Regions from separate parts of the Gossypium hirsutum genome. Here regions 2 and 3 are each linked to region 1. A link is a contact called in public Hi-C data. All regions are on one chromosome and are shown on one strand. Each heading gives the region's core, a stretch centred on a gene start, on an enhancer-like site or on the middle of the called end of the contact. The rest is flanking DNA. Distances are from core to core; before and after follow the strand shown.

Region 1 (5,112 bases), core at 743-3,242:
AATATTCTCCTTTAGCCGATTATCTAAGTCAAGATAGAATCATCAATATGCTTACCTATAGCCGAATACATGCAACACCAATCTATGTATGCATTCATGTGGTCGAGTATACATATTCCAATATGATATCATTTCCATTTCGTTTAACACATAACATTTACCACATATCAATTAACCCATTTCTTTACTCATGTGGCCGATTATACTTGGTCATGCATACACATGATTAAGTTATTTAACACCTAACTCACATAGTCATAGTGTACAAAATCTTAAGGTCCACATATGAATACCCCCAAGTTCCCATGACTTAACCCCTAACCACATTTTTGCTGAGAATTCCTTGAATTTCTAATAGCATACACACATGTAATCAATTAACTTAAGCTACCTTTAAACTTTTACCTATCACCTCATGCCAAACCATCAAATGAACTAATTATAATTACATAGGTACTACCAAAGCCGAAACCTATGCATACTATTATTCCTTATGCCCAAACCAAAGACCACATTCGGCACTTTCATCCACCATTCTACCAAGCATGTAATATTCAAACACAACCAAACTCACATTCGACCCTAGCTCATAACAAGGTAGCCGATTCTTTTCCCTTAGTATCTAATGCTCACCTATGATTCTTTTTATAGTTCAAACACTCATCTATCATCATTCACCTAACTTTAACATGAAACAACAAAACTCACCATTTCTCATCCAAATAACATGAGCAACAACCATTTCTTGAACATTTTCTCATGACCGATTGCTCATGTTACCAACAAGATTCAAAATTTGAACATGGGCTAACTAAGGGACTTAGTAACTAGCTTAATACATTCAACAATTCCAAAAGCTACCATGAATTACATACCTTATTCAAGACTAGAAGGAGTGGCCAAATATTTTACTTCCCCTTCCCCCTTCTTCTTAGCATTTTCGGCCAGGGATGTTAAAGATGAACATTTTTTTTCTTTGTTTTCTTCCTTTAATTCACGGCAATGGAGGAGCAACCTAGCTAATTTTTTTTTGTTTCTCCTCCTACTAACCACTATTATTTTATTACCCATGTTCTTTATTTTATTATTCCTAACATAAAACACTAACATAAAATGTTTATAATACATTTTAACCCATAGCATGGCCGGCCACCATCCTAAGTTTTGGGTAATTTGACATGCAAGGACAAACATTTTCTAACATGCATCAATAGGCCACTTTAACATTTGCCTAGCACATTTCTAAATTTTCTCACACAAGTCCTATTTAGCAAAATTCACTTACAATTAACAAAATTCAAACATGAAATTTTCACACATGCCTATATACATATAATAAGCATCAAATATAACGGTTAATTATTTTCATGACTCGGTTTTGTGGTCCCGAAACCACTTTCCGACTAGGGTCAATTTAGGGCTGTCACAAATGATCTCAAAAACATAAAATTTATGAAAAACAGACTCAAATAAGACTTATATGCAAGGGTTGATTCCTTAGGAGAGTTCGAAGCTTTCTATTCTCTTCTTCAACGGAGTTTAAATAGTGGAGAAATATAACAATAAAAATTCTCTTTCCTTTCGCTTAGGTTTTTCTTTTACTGTTATTATTATCATTTTATTCATTTAACTTAATAATTAACAAAACAAAGTCAAAATACATGCTCCAACCATCCACTATAATAGGACATGGCATAATTGCTATGTAAATCCTTGCATGTTTACTAATTAAGCCTTTAACACTTAAAAATCAAATGTAATTAACTTTTACAATTATTATGATTTAGCCATTATACCCTAATTACTAACCGTGTAATAAAATTACTAGACCAAAAATCAGTATAATACAATAATAAAATCATAAATATTAATAAAAATGAGATTTCAAAACCACGGTTTCTAGTACCACTGAAAAACAGTTGTTACACACTTATAGCTTGTTGGGTTGGCTGTAATGGTTTAGCATTACAGCCCTATTCCTTGGGCTCAACCTTATTACATTGTTTGGTTGGCTGAATGGGCTATTACAGACCTATTCATTACAGCCTTATTCAAGGCAAAATCACCGTTTACAATTCATGCCTCCCCCCACGGAATACCAATTCAGCATTAAAAGTTTTCATCTTTACCCTTCTCATTTCTTTCTCATCTGAGCATTTTCTTCTTTTTTTTAAACCTCTGATTCCCATTTCCTTCCAACCTTCTCCCTCTTTTTCACGTCCGAAGCATCATTTCCAACCCTATCTAAGCTTGAACCTAGATTCAACTTCAAATCAAAAGCCACCAAATTTTTACCTACCAGCGAACAGTCCTCTTAGCCTCCACAAATTCATCCTCGTGCTCCGGCTAAAATCAGGGTCAACAGTTTCAATTTTCTCTCAACAAAAACACAGCTTGAAATCCAGATTTCTCAGTTTTCTCAAGAAAATCCGACTTCGGTATGAAAGGAAAGGGCTAACAATCCAACACCCAGATGTTAAATCGGTGCTGAATCGAGTGAAGCAGTTCACTGACAAGGTAAGCTTTTGACCTTCTTCAATCGAAATTAAGACCCCCTTTTTCGTTAACTATCCCAGATCCCCAAGAGTATTGTTTTAATCGAACCCTATTAAGCACTTACATGCTATTGTCATTGATAGGTATAAGTTGCTTTAAAGTTTACTTGTTGGAATTGTTAATAAATTGTATGGAAAGCTTGTTGATTCGGTAAAGGAACAATTAATTTGGGTTAAAGAAATGATTGATGTTTCTGCTACAGGAATTGATAGTTTGTTAGTATGTTTAAAGAGGCAAATTGTTGGTGGTGATTTTAGTGATGGGAATCTTTGGTTATGTTTTGAGTTAGTGAGTCTTTGTTTAAATGGGATTGTTTGTTACAAGAAAAGCCTGTAGTTTTGACCAGTGCACTATATACATTTTTTCTTTTATTAGCTGATCATTGTAGTTTTGACTAGTGCACTATATACAGTTCTCTTTGCCTCTAGAATTTCCTTCTGCAGCCTATCTTTACTTTAGCCATTGATCTACAGTGATTTACCATCTCCTCCTTTTCCTTGATTAGGTTCTTCCATTCAGCCTTCTTCTGTGTTGGTTCTTCCGTAGTTTCCTCAAGACCGAAGGTTGGCAATCACACAGCAGTATTGGGAAGAGCTGATTGAGCTTGAGGAAGGGTTTGAAAAGGAATTGACCCTGCTTATGGGAAAGTACAACCCAGATCGCCTCGAGGAAGAGACTACTGATAGCCTTGAAGGACGAGACAAGAGAGGAGCAAGAGATATTGAAACAGAATAGACAACAATGATCCTATTTGTCGAGGGTAAGAAGCAGCATATTATGTTTTAGGTCAAAGGTACACACCAATTTTATTACCAAAGATACTTTAGTTTTGGATATAAAGGGCAAAAGGTGAAGCCTTTTGGATCGATACAAACATTGGAATAATGAAACTTTAAGTGCTTTATTATTATTGAACATACATATCTGAGGATTCTTTTGTGTTTAAGCTGTCTTGCAATGAAAAATTTTGCAGTGGATATATGTTTGATGATTCGATGTTTGAATTTCCATGAAAAAAGAAAACACTTTTGTTGGATAAGAAATCGACAATAAAAATGGGGTTTCTGCAGATTTTCTCTCTCTCTCGCTCTCTCTAATATATTTTCAATAAGTTAACTAAATATAGAAATTGGGTTTTGTCCATGCAAAAAACCTGCTAATATTGTGGATTGGGTTCTGCAAGTTATTAACTTTGACTCTTAATTTTAATGGAGTTATAATTTGTTTTTGTTTGAAGTTATGGAATTATAATTAGTTGAGCAACTGTTAAAAAAGGTCAGACAAGTTGTTGTTTTTTTTAGTTTATTAAAATGGTTACAGTTTAGATTAGTAAAATGATCTTTGTGAATCTCAGTTTTACTAAGAAAAAACCACAATATACATCGAACTCATTCTTTTTTATATAGAAAAGAGAGCTTAGGCCCTAAGCAAGTTCATAACATAGTCCGCACTGTATGCATCCAACTTTGAATAATAAATTTCTCGATTTGATATGTTATATCTTCTCCATTTCTAAAACTTTCAATCTCAAGTTATCATCTTTGTTATCATTTTCATAGTGTGACATAGCAAGCATAGAATTCATGTGTATGTTCATTGCCAATGGGGTTGCTTGTATTATATATATATTTATATATATATTTTTTATAGTATTATATATTTTGATTTTTTAATTCATATAATAATAATTATATTAAGAATGTTATTAAATTATATTTAATAATAATTATGTTAAAATATGGTTAAACTATTTATTATTTTTATTAAATTATTTTCAATAATAATTTTATTAAAATTTAATAACAATAACAATAATCATCTACCTTAAAAAAAATTCTGCTAAGGATATTCTGGTCATTTTAGTTTTTTTCCTTATGCTATTACAACATCATTCCATTCAATCAAACACAAGAATACTATTACAGTTCTATTCCATTCCATTCAACTAAACAGTTGAATTACTTATTACAGCTCTATTCCATTACAGCCCTATTTCATTATAGCCAACCAAAGTATTGTTAATGTTTAAAATCATCTAAATGCTAAATGTTTTGAGAATACAATTATACAAGGTAATGAGCCATCCAACTAAAACAAAGCCAAAGCCATGATATTTCTTCGTCATTAAGGGTAAGCAAAATTCGATTCAACTCGAAAAAATGGTTTGAAGTTTTAACTATTCAAATCGAATTAATCAAGTTAATCGAATCAACTCGAATTTTTTTGAATTTCGAGTTTTAATTGAGTTGAATTTTTGAATGTGAATAACTCGAATAATTCGAATAAACCAAATACCAAACCATTTTACTTCTCTTTCCCCACCCCAACCCCTTTTATTTTGCCCCAAAAATTTTACTTCCCCCTAAACCCTCAAAACTTTTTTCCTTTTATTTTCTTCCCAAGACTTTTTTCCTTTTACTTTCTCCCTAAAACTTTTACTTCCCCTTAAAAAATTACTTCTTTCCCTTTTATTTTCTTAAAAATTTTACTTTCCACAAAACTTTTTTCCTTTTATTTTCTCCCCAAAACTGTTACTTCCCTCCAAACCCACAAATT
Region 2 (5,112 bases), core at 847-3,346, 480 kb after region 1:
TACATTGCACATTTGTGACTTAATGACTGAGAATGGTCTTTGGGATTAGGATTGTCTTACTAATCTCGTTCTATTCCCCATTATTCAACAGATCGCAGCGATCATACTCCCATCTGATGCTGCAGGACAAATTGCTTGGCTTGGAAATGAATGGAAAAGGATGGTTCTCATCATTTATGACTTATAAGAATCTCTTTAGTCGAGTTTCTAATGATGCTGCTATTTAGAAGATGATTTGGAGACTTACGGCGTCTCAAAGGGTACGTGGTTTCTTATGGATTTTATGGCATGATAGATTATTGATAAATAATGAGAGAAGACATAAGCATATGACAAAGGATGGTCTTTGTCCTTTGTGTACGGATAGTTTGGAGACAGGGATTCATGCTTTTCGGGATTGCATTTTTTGTAAGACTTTATGGCGAATAGTGGTTTCCCGGTAAGCCCGTAATATTTTCTTTTCTTTGCCAATGAAGGAATAGTTAGTTTGGAACTTGCAGGATAAAGGTAATCTTCACTGTGGAGAAATGGAGTGGCAAATACTGTTTGTAATCTTGTGTTGGCTACTTTGGAATAATAGAAAGAAGTGTGTGTTCTCTAATAGTCACAGGAATATTAGAGCTATTGTGGATACCAGCTACATGTGGACTAGGAGTTATCAGGATTTGGATGTGCAGATGAAATCTTTAGGGACCATGGGAGTGTTTCGAGTTGGACTCCTCTTGTAACGAGTTGGATAAAACTCAATTCAGATGGGCTGTGTCGAATTTAGAACGAAGGGTTTCTATTGGGGGTGTTCTTAGAGATTCAAATGCAAATTAGTTATAGGGATATGCGATGAGTTTTGATAACGAGTCAGTCTTTAAAGTTGAAACAAGAGTGATGTTGGAAGGATTATTCTTAGCTTGGGATAAAAGGTTTCTGAAAGTTGAAGTTGAGTGTGATACTGCTTTGTTGGTTGAATTACTTTTGTCTGGTGGAGGAGCTAGTTGTAGTTTAGTGGAACTACGGCTGTTACATCAAGTTTTGTGTTGGAAATGGGAGATTCGTATCCGACATATCCCTGAGAACTCTTAATGGTGTAGCTGATCACATGACTAAATGTGTTGATATAGGTAGTTCTTTGATACGTTCATTTAGGTCCCCACTGGCTTCAGTTATGAACTTGTCGGGAAGAGATCGCAACATATCTATTTCCTCTTAATTATGGTTTTATCTAATGTAATCGCTTAATCCTATCCTTTCCTGCTAAAAAACAAACCTTTGAATAAGAAAATTTTCTTTAATTTTATTTGGAACTAACATTATTAGATCATCAAAATTCAACAAATTTCAATAATGATTATCATACTCTAGATAATTAAGCCCCCAATTGTTTGGAATGAATAACAGACGTAGGGCCTCAGCTTGCTTAGATGTAAAACAATAAAATCATTATATGAAACCCACTTGCCCCAAATCAAAATCAGTCCACCAATTCAATACACTTCAACAAGGACAGGTGTTATCATAGCAAACTTATGGGGTTTTAAATTTCCGGATCACACAATCATTTAACTATTAAATTTTTTTTAAATAGTTATAATTTAATCACTCATATTATATAATTTGATAATTTTAATAATTTATGTTAAAGTCACAATCAATAAATTAACGTGATAGTTGAAAAACTAATATAATAATAAATTTAATATTACCTTTTACATATTATATTAATTTAATTATAATTTTAAAAAATAATCCTCAAAATAAAAATAATTTTAATTTAATCTTAATTTTAAAAAATTTAAAAACTATATATATATTATTTTAAAAATATAATAATAAATTTAAATTTTATATTAATATTAATATTAAATAAAACAAGAATCCCCATCCCTCTCCTTCTCTTCCTCCCCCACCGGACCTCCCATTTTTTAAACCATCCAAAATGCCTCTGCTGCTCTCTTTATCTCTAATTTCCCATTTTTTTTTATCTTCTTTGTTTCTTCTAAATAAACACAAAATAAAAATTAAAAAAAAATCTTCCAAAAATTTATTTCAATTTAATTTTTGGAATAAAAAGAGCAGCAACTTTTCATCCCTTGAATGGGGTGAGGGAGTGAGTACGATGGTGGGAGAGGTGGGATGGGAAAGAAAAGAAAAATTAAAATGATCCAACTGTTTAAATAGTAAAATTTTTTAGTTTAAATATAAAATAAAAAAAATTATAATTGGAAAAGTGTACCTATTTATATTTATTGAAAAGGAAAAGGGAAAGTGGACACGTGGTGAAGTCTAAAACCCCAAGATACAGAAGTAAAAGATTATCCATATAAAAATGGAACCCTATTAAAAAGGAGGGTCTCAAATTAATAAATTAAGATCACCGTCCAGAATTTAGACGTGTTTTACAGGAATCTTCCGTTTCTGGGGGTTGATTATTCTGAAGACCAAGCTCGTTGCCGCCTTTAAATTAATTGCGTGTTTCATGTGCTTCAACTGTTTTGTCGCTTAACTTCTATAATTCTGAAGCAAAAGCAAAAAGCTTTCAACTCACAATTTCCTATTGCCTAAACTACTGATTTTTTTTCACGTGGAATCTCAACTGGAATGAATATTCTTGTCGCCAGATTCACATTGTAAGTTGAACCCATTTTTCTCTCTTTTTTTCTTTAAATTAATTTTTCATTGCCAGTGTTGTTAGATTTCTACGCCTTTATCTTTTTATCAGAACATTTTAGGCTGGCCTGGGAATTTGGATTTCAGATTTTAAAATGGTGCAAATTCGATGATAAAAACTTATAATAAATATAATTTGTCGATTTTTGGAGTGGTGAATTTGAAATACATGTAGATAATTATGATCTTGAATTTCATATTTTCATAGTTTATATAACAAATGAAATTTGAATTCAAATATTCAATTTCTTGTTTCAAAACATACTATTTGATGGATTGCGGTTGTAGTTGATCTTGGATTTTGCTGAGAACCAGTTACTGCTAAGAAATTGTCGTAGTTTCATTTATGCATAAATCTTTTATGTGGCATTTTTTTAGGAGATTAGCTTTGTTTGATTAATTGTTTCAAGGGTTTGTATTTGGGGATTATTGTTGGTTGAATTTGATTGCGGGAGTCTTTCCAAGGTTTCCTTGTAAACGTATACTTTCTTTGAGACGTGTACTTTCAGTTAACCAGCTGATGAAAAGCTATATTGCCATGACTCTTATTTTTTATTAAACCATGTTTGTCACCCGAATTTGTCGCATATTTAGACACTGGTAGAGTGTATAGATCCTCATAAGATCTTCTAAATACATGAAAATCTTGGAAAACTATTGAACATATTTGTATTGGATGTATACTCACGTCCGACGGTCACACCAAATCCAAGTAATATAGATGAAATTAAAGATACTTTGTAATGTTTTTGATCCAACCTGAACACTGAATCCAAATATGATTTCTTACTTATGTTTATGTCCGAAGGTCCTAGGTTACAGATACAACACATAAATCCTAAAGAGTGTAGCGTGTGTGATTTGCTAGTTTAACTAAGGATCTGTTTTTTCTTATCTTTGGTAAATAGGATCTATTTTGCTCCGACTCTTTTAACTTTTGTTGAAATATTGATATCCGTGTCGGACATAATTTTGGTGATGAGAATGATGATATGATCCTCCAAAGACCTCCCAAATAAATGGAACAATGTAGAGAAAATGAATATCATGTGTCTAGGACACATACTTGTCCATCACTCTCACCTGAATCCGAGTAACATAGCATAGAATGACAATTTTACATTTAACCTTGATAGATAAGCTTTTGTTCTATGTATACCTTTCATCCTGTACTTAGTTGCATTCAAGAAATTGATACCTAAGTGCCTTTGTTACTCTGACTCGGATAAAGGTGCATTCAGTTTTTTCTTTATGAAGTCTTGAGGGATTGTATTTCCATACCCATATCCAAAAATGTGCCAAATATGGGTATTTTAAGAAAAATGAAGCGGCAGAGTAACAAAACTAAGTGCTATCCGCTGTTCCACCGAAAATTTCAGAATCTTTGGAAGGAGAACTTTTATTTTTTTATTTTTGAAAAAAGAACATAGTTTTTAATTGGTAATGGATTAACATTCTTATTAATGTTCAGATTTCACAGATGAGAATGGAAGGGAAAAGAATAAGCTTAGATACTCCGAGGAATGGAAAATCCAAGGTTCTTGATCCAGCATTTTCTGCTTTTTTAGTTCAACTTCCGAGCAAACTTCAAAACTGCCTTAAGGTTAGTCATATCTCTTATTTAACGGATGCCATGCTGATAGATCAGTTTTTCTTTATTAGACTTTGATTGAAAAATTCCTTTTTTTTTTGTTTCTTACAGTCACAGCTCAAGAGATTAGCCAAAGATGGTGCCAGAATAAAACCGTTGAACTCTTCTCTTGAGAAGAAGAACGGTTCATCTTCCGGATTGCAGATCAATCTAGAGAAACAATTGCAAGCTTGGAGAGAAAATCCTTCATGGGTTAATCCACCTCCAGAAATAGAGGTAGGGAGTTATTGGGAAATTTTATGGTTTCATTATGAAGAATGCTGCTAGTCTCATCCTCTGTCCATAACATGGTGTCTGGACATAGGTATTGGGATATGATCCTCCAAAGATTCTCCAATTACACAAACCTGCTCACATCCGAGTTTGAGTAACAAAGCATGATACTTTTGTAGTACCATTTCATTCGTAAAAGCGACATTGAAGTAAAACCTTTGTTTCTAATAATAAAAGATAATTATATAACCAATGTTTACACCACATTGCTGTTACTTACTTTCTTGGGCTTCATTGGATTTTTTATCCTGAGAATCGATCAGTTTGCTAAGTACTAAAATTCTAATGCTCGGCAGGTCAGTGTAGCAAAAGGTTCCCTTTGCTACCTTAAGGCAACAATCGATGTCGGGTTGCCCCCTGATGCTGTGTATAATATTGTCACTGATCCTGATAACCGGAGAGTTTTCAAAAACGTTAAGGTGAGTGTACTAGTTTCAACCACAATAATAAATCAGAAGTTTTGTATCATGTTACAATTACCCATGTTGCTTCTACTCTTTATTTTTCCCAAATCACCCATGTTTGAC
Region 3 (5,112 bases), core at 994-3,493, 330 kb after region 1:
TAACAATATATATATATAACAATAATAATAAAGTGATAGATATGACATGTTTTGTTGATAAAAAAAATAATATATAAATTAAATTAATTAACTTATTTTAGTGTTAATTTCTTACGAACTATGTGGTATATTTTTCAGGTTATCCAAAAATTATTCACAGAGACGGTAAGTCAGCAAACATTTTGTTGGATAAATATTTTGAAGCACAGGCAAGTTAAATCTTATTTCATATGTCAAGTTCCTTTCATTTACTTATGCATACACTTAACAGCTGGATATATATCTATATATATTATTAAAATTTTAATTGAGTTGATGTTATAAATTATTCAAGCATCAATTTAATTAAAAAGACATAAAATAATTTTTTTTAAAAATGGAAAATATTATTATAATATACCAAAAAATAAATATTATTATGATGATATTTTCATCTTTTAATATAAAAATTATATATAAAAAACTTTCTAAACCCAAAATAAATCTAAAAAATAAAGATGGTGAAATTTAAACACAAGATAACAAGATTCCAAAGCCTAACTTTACCATTTCTTACCACAATGTCAATAGTTTTTTTTTTACCTTAAATTGTTTATAAATATATTTATGAGTGTAAAATAATTTAATATATACACACTCACACTATATATAATACATTTGATTAAGTTTTGTAACACTTAGGGGACGTCTGTCAAATATAAAATTACGGTCCGGAATCTCATAGAGATTATGACATTTAGATTTCAATATTCCAACCATTCATAATCTCACCTTTCATCTCATAATATAGTGTACAATCTCATTACGATCTCTTTTTTAGATAATCTAATATTATGGGCATAATCTAAATTTTAAAACAAAATTAACTTCTATTTTTATTATATTTATCAATATAATCTTTTTTATTATATTTTAAGACAAAAATCAATTTTTTTCTTCTTTTTTTTTCTTCTCGTAAGTTTGAAAACCAAAATCCCTAACCTTCTGCTTCCAATTTTAACTCCACACTATTCTAGACATTCACCCTCATCTCCAATTAGGTAAAGTTTAATATTTTCAATTTCTAGTTGTGCCTTCATATTGCTTTTGTGGCTTCTTGCATTGAAAGATTTTTTTTTTTAAATTCCATTTGTTTTCAATATCTATAGTAGGATTCATGCTTGTTGATTGTTGTAGATTTTTTTCAATTTATATTTGTTGAGTTCTTACGTTGTTAATTGTTACATGTTCTCATGTTTATTTTTTTTAATAAGGTCCTCTCGATTGTTATGAAACATTATTAATTAACTAAGAAAAGTATATAAAGAGATAAGTAGAAAGAGGAGACCTTGTACAATGGCCACCATCACCGTCCCTTAATTCAATAACACTATTTGATTGAAAAATTAGTTAAAAATCATATTATAAATTCATACAATATATTTATAAAGTTGATTTAATAATTAAACATTTTTTCAAAAGGATAAACAACCTTCCTTATTAGCTCACTATGCTTCTTTTTACTCTTTAAAAACTACGGTAAAATAAAAAAATATATTAAAATTATATATGAATTTTGATACAATTTGTAATATTATACATCAATTTTAATTAGGTACGAATGTATATTTTAAACTTTAATTTTAGTTCAATTTTCACATTTCACTAACCTTATAATCTATATGGCACAATTTTTCATTAACTCGTATTTAAATTGTTGATCTCATATTTTATTAGGTTAAAAACAAACAAACAAATTTAAAATATTTTCACATAGATTAAAAAATAAACACACTTGAGAAAAATAATTCTTACATCCTCAAGATTTTTTTTTAAATCGAAGTGGAAATAATTTAAATTTATCTGTTCACATGACTTAATAAAAAACTGTCACATAAGTAATAGGGTTAACAAAATGTAAAAATTAGATCAAAATTAAAGTTTGATTATACAAATAGACTAAATTAAAATTAATGTATAACATTGCAAATTATATCAAAATTTATTTATAATTTTAATATTTATATCTAAAAACATTATCAAACCAACTTAATTGTAAAATAATTAAAAAGAATTTTTATCTTGAGAATGTTGTTGTCTTTCTATCTTTAAAAAGAAGCAATTTAAACTTAAAATAAAGATTTACCTAATTGGGTTCAAAGTTGTCAAAATAAATTCAAAAATTCATTTATTGAACATATTTTTTAATATAATTTTCTTCACCCCGTGTATAATATAATCTAGTTATTTATATTTTTCTTTTGTTATCTTTCAGCGTGAAGGGTAGCATTAGAATGTAAGCACTAACTTGTTGAGTACAGGTTGCAGATTTTGGACTTGTGAGACTTATCGACACAAGTCAAACCCATGTTTCAACTCGAGTTATGGGTACATTCGGGTAGGTCATGGTTTCAACAGCTGATGGGCTCTTTGTTGGGGTTCGGATTCTCTCACAACCTTTTCTGTCGTCCCTGTAACCTGTTGACTTTAGAACCTGTTATATGCTGATAATCGAGTTTAAAGGTTTTATGCTTTCTATCGGTATTCTTCATTTCGGCATTTCATCAGATACCTGGCACCAGAGTATGCATCGAGTGGAAAGTTGACGGATAGATCAGACGTTTACTCATTTGGGGTTATGCTTTTAGAACTTATAACTAGGCGTAAACCCGTTGATCCAACTCTGCCTTTGGGGGATGAGAGCTTGGTCGAATGGGTATGGATCATCCAATTAACTTTTTATCTAAAAGTTGATGTATTTATAATTATAAATTGAGGTGTCCCTATGATATTGGCAGGCACGACCACTCCTGATTCAAGCCCTTGAAACAGGCAATTTTGGTGAATTAATTGATCCACAACTTGACAAGCGTTAGGTAGAGATCGAATTGTTCAGGATGATTGAGGCAGCTGCTGCATGCGTTCGGCATTCTGCTGCAAAGCGGCCCCGCATGGCGCTCGTAATTTTCTCAATCTCCACCTATTTCCCTTCTCCCACTGTTGTTTTGGTTTTCCACACTTCCATGCTTTTTTTTCTTTTTTTTTATTCTATTGTGTTTATTAATCAATCTTGGTGAATGTCGGCAATGAATATAGTTGTTGAACATATTATAGGTGGTAAGAGTATTGGATTTCGAGGGAGATCCCGATCTTTCTAATGGCATAAAATTCGGACAGAGCGCTGCATATGATTCCAGCCAGTACAGTGAAGAAATTACCAAGTTCAGGAGGATGGAATTCGGCGGTGGCAACAGTTCGGATTATGATATGTATGGTGATGATCACATTTCTGGGGAATCATCAGGTGCAAAGCCGAGTTCCTGGAAGTCCTGGTATAGTTCCGGTGAATCCCAAGCTCAAGCATCTAAACCATCATCAAGTGGTAGCTATAGTGATGGCTCAAGGAACTATGGCAGTGGTCGCTTCAGATAAATGTCTATTGCCTGAGTTGTTCACACTCCCTTTGGTTCCGACCACCAGCTCGAGAAAGCTTGTAAAAAGGGTAAGTTCTAACATAGGTAACTAAGGTGTATCAGGTGAACAATCTCGTGAAAGTTCTCAGTACATTTTAAAATCCACATATTAATCAAAATTCTTACTATTTGCTGTATTTGACCTTTGTGTCAGAAGGCATATCCAAACACGGGAATAGTATGATCCTTCAAGGAACTTCAAGTACATAAAACATTGAGAAAAAATGAGCATACTGGTGTCGATATTGTTGGATACACAACCATGTCTAACATTAACACCCGAATCCAAGTAACATACCCTAATTCAACTTTTTAATTCAAATCCCTATCTAGTTAACCCACTGAGGATATTGCGTGCCTAAGGTCTCTTGAACATGTAATCTCTAGCAATCTGTCAGCAACATGCATCCGGGATAATACTTAGCTGTTTGCATCACATGATATTGTTGAATGATTCTGACATGCTGCTGATTGATTATGCTATTTATGGATGTGAAGCACAAATATCAGATATAAACTAGAAAGAAAAGAAGTTGATATGTAGGAAAAAGAAGCCAAAATGAAACAAAAACCTCAACTATCTTCACAGAATTAGCAATTTGTATGTAGAATTTAGTAAAAACTACATGTGTAAGAACAAGGAGAGGAAAACCCACAAATTTTACAGTCAAAAGTTTCTAATCATGATTGTTGGAGCTGCTTGAAGTAAAGTTCCATCAAGGGAATAGTTTCTTTATCTCTCGGCTGAAAACTGTTCATTTTTACTATACATTGCTTCATTCTCAAGTCTGAATCTACATTTTCTGTATGGTATATTGAAACCATGAATATGATTTATCTACTTCATTAGGTTTGTCAACAAGTCCCTCAGTTTCCTGGATTGAAAATCCCTGTTTGCCTTGCATAAGTTGAAAATACAGTGTTAGCAGAAAAACATAAGTTTGTTTGACAGAATTTCAGGAAGTAAACAAGAATTGTAATGATTTCCGTTTTTGCAATCTTTGCAGTTGTGGTGTTTATGATAACACTGTTAGACTTTGCCCTTAGTGCTTTGCAAAGCTAAAAGTACTAACTGAATCAATATTGTTCTTAAGAAACAATGTTGTTTTGACTCTTCATTTTTTTTCTTTTTGAAGTATTTGTGCCTAACACCCATGTCTGACACAGTTTTAGACGTATGGGGATATGGTTCTCTAAGAACCCTCCAAATACATGGAAAAAAAATTATCATACCCATGTCCAGATACTCACTGCTATGTATCTACCATCCAGTGAGTCTTACCTCAACTTTGAACATGCTGAGAACCTTTCCATTAAATGTTGTGACATTAGCATCAACCACTTGAAGTCCCAAAGAATCTATGCCCTCCATCAACTTTGCAAAGCTTCCTCTCTTGTGCTCATAATAGAGCTTGATCAAGAACTCCCGTTTAGTTAGCTGGTTCACTTCTACATGTACCTGAGAAAAAATTCAAGAACACTAAGTTTAGTTGAAAGTTTCATTGATAGAAACCGTGACAGAGGTAGCAACAAACCAGTGAACTGTGACAGAGGTAGCAACAAACCAGTGTTTAATTTCAATAATTTCAGTTACCTCCATTTTTGCCATTTCGGCAAGGCTGGACGAAACTTGGTTTGGCTTAACGGCAGATACGTTGTC

What was found. Hi-C and Micro-C count contacts between places; a contact is called where the count stands out from the background.
Region 2: a Hi-C map of leaf shows a contact between it and region 1, with 2.2 times the contacts expected there. The contact joins the promoter of LOC107960334 here to the promoter of LOC107956978 in region 1. A contact is called at or near these places in 5 of 34 Hi-C or Micro-C datasets (callus, hypocotyl and leaf).
Region 3: a contact with region 1 is called in a Hi-C map of leaf, with 5 times the contacts expected there. The contact joins the promoter of LOC121203306 here to the promoter of LOC107956978 in region 1. A contact is called at or near these places in 11 of 34 Hi-C or Micro-C datasets (callus, fibers, hypocotyl and 2 more).

Annotation. Positions count from the first base shown.
Region 1 is chrA05:54,930,350-54,935,461 of Gossypium_hirsutum_v2.1, reverse strand. It overlaps LOC107956978, which reads left to right and starts at 1,992. Exons shown (of 2, transcript XM_041112579.1): 1 at 1,992-2,517; 2 at 3,062-3,532. The coding sequence starts at 2,017. The coding sequence ends at 3,154.
Region 2 is chrA05:54,446,916-54,452,027 of Gossypium_hirsutum_v2.1, reverse strand. It overlaps LOC107960334, which reads left to right and starts at 2,096. Exons shown (of 6, transcript XM_016896664.2): 1 at 2,096-2,621; 2 at 4,133-4,264; 3 at 4,364-4,528; 4 at 4,882-5,004. The coding sequence starts at 4,142.
Region 3 is chrA05:54,595,666-54,600,777 of Gossypium_hirsutum_v2.1, reverse strand. It overlaps LOC121203306 (proline-rich receptor-like protein kinase PERK12), which reads left to right and starts at 2,243. Exons shown (of 4, transcript XM_041112487.1): 1 at 2,243-2,695; 2 at 2,778-2,939; 3 at 3,094-3,481. The coding sequence starts at 2,877. The coding sequence ends at 3,411. It overlaps LOC107959958 (transcription factor bHLH90), which reads right to left. Exons shown (of 8, transcript XM_041112486.1): 6 at 5,047-5,112; 7 at 4,735-4,911; 8 at 4,013-4,350. The coding sequence ends at 4,291.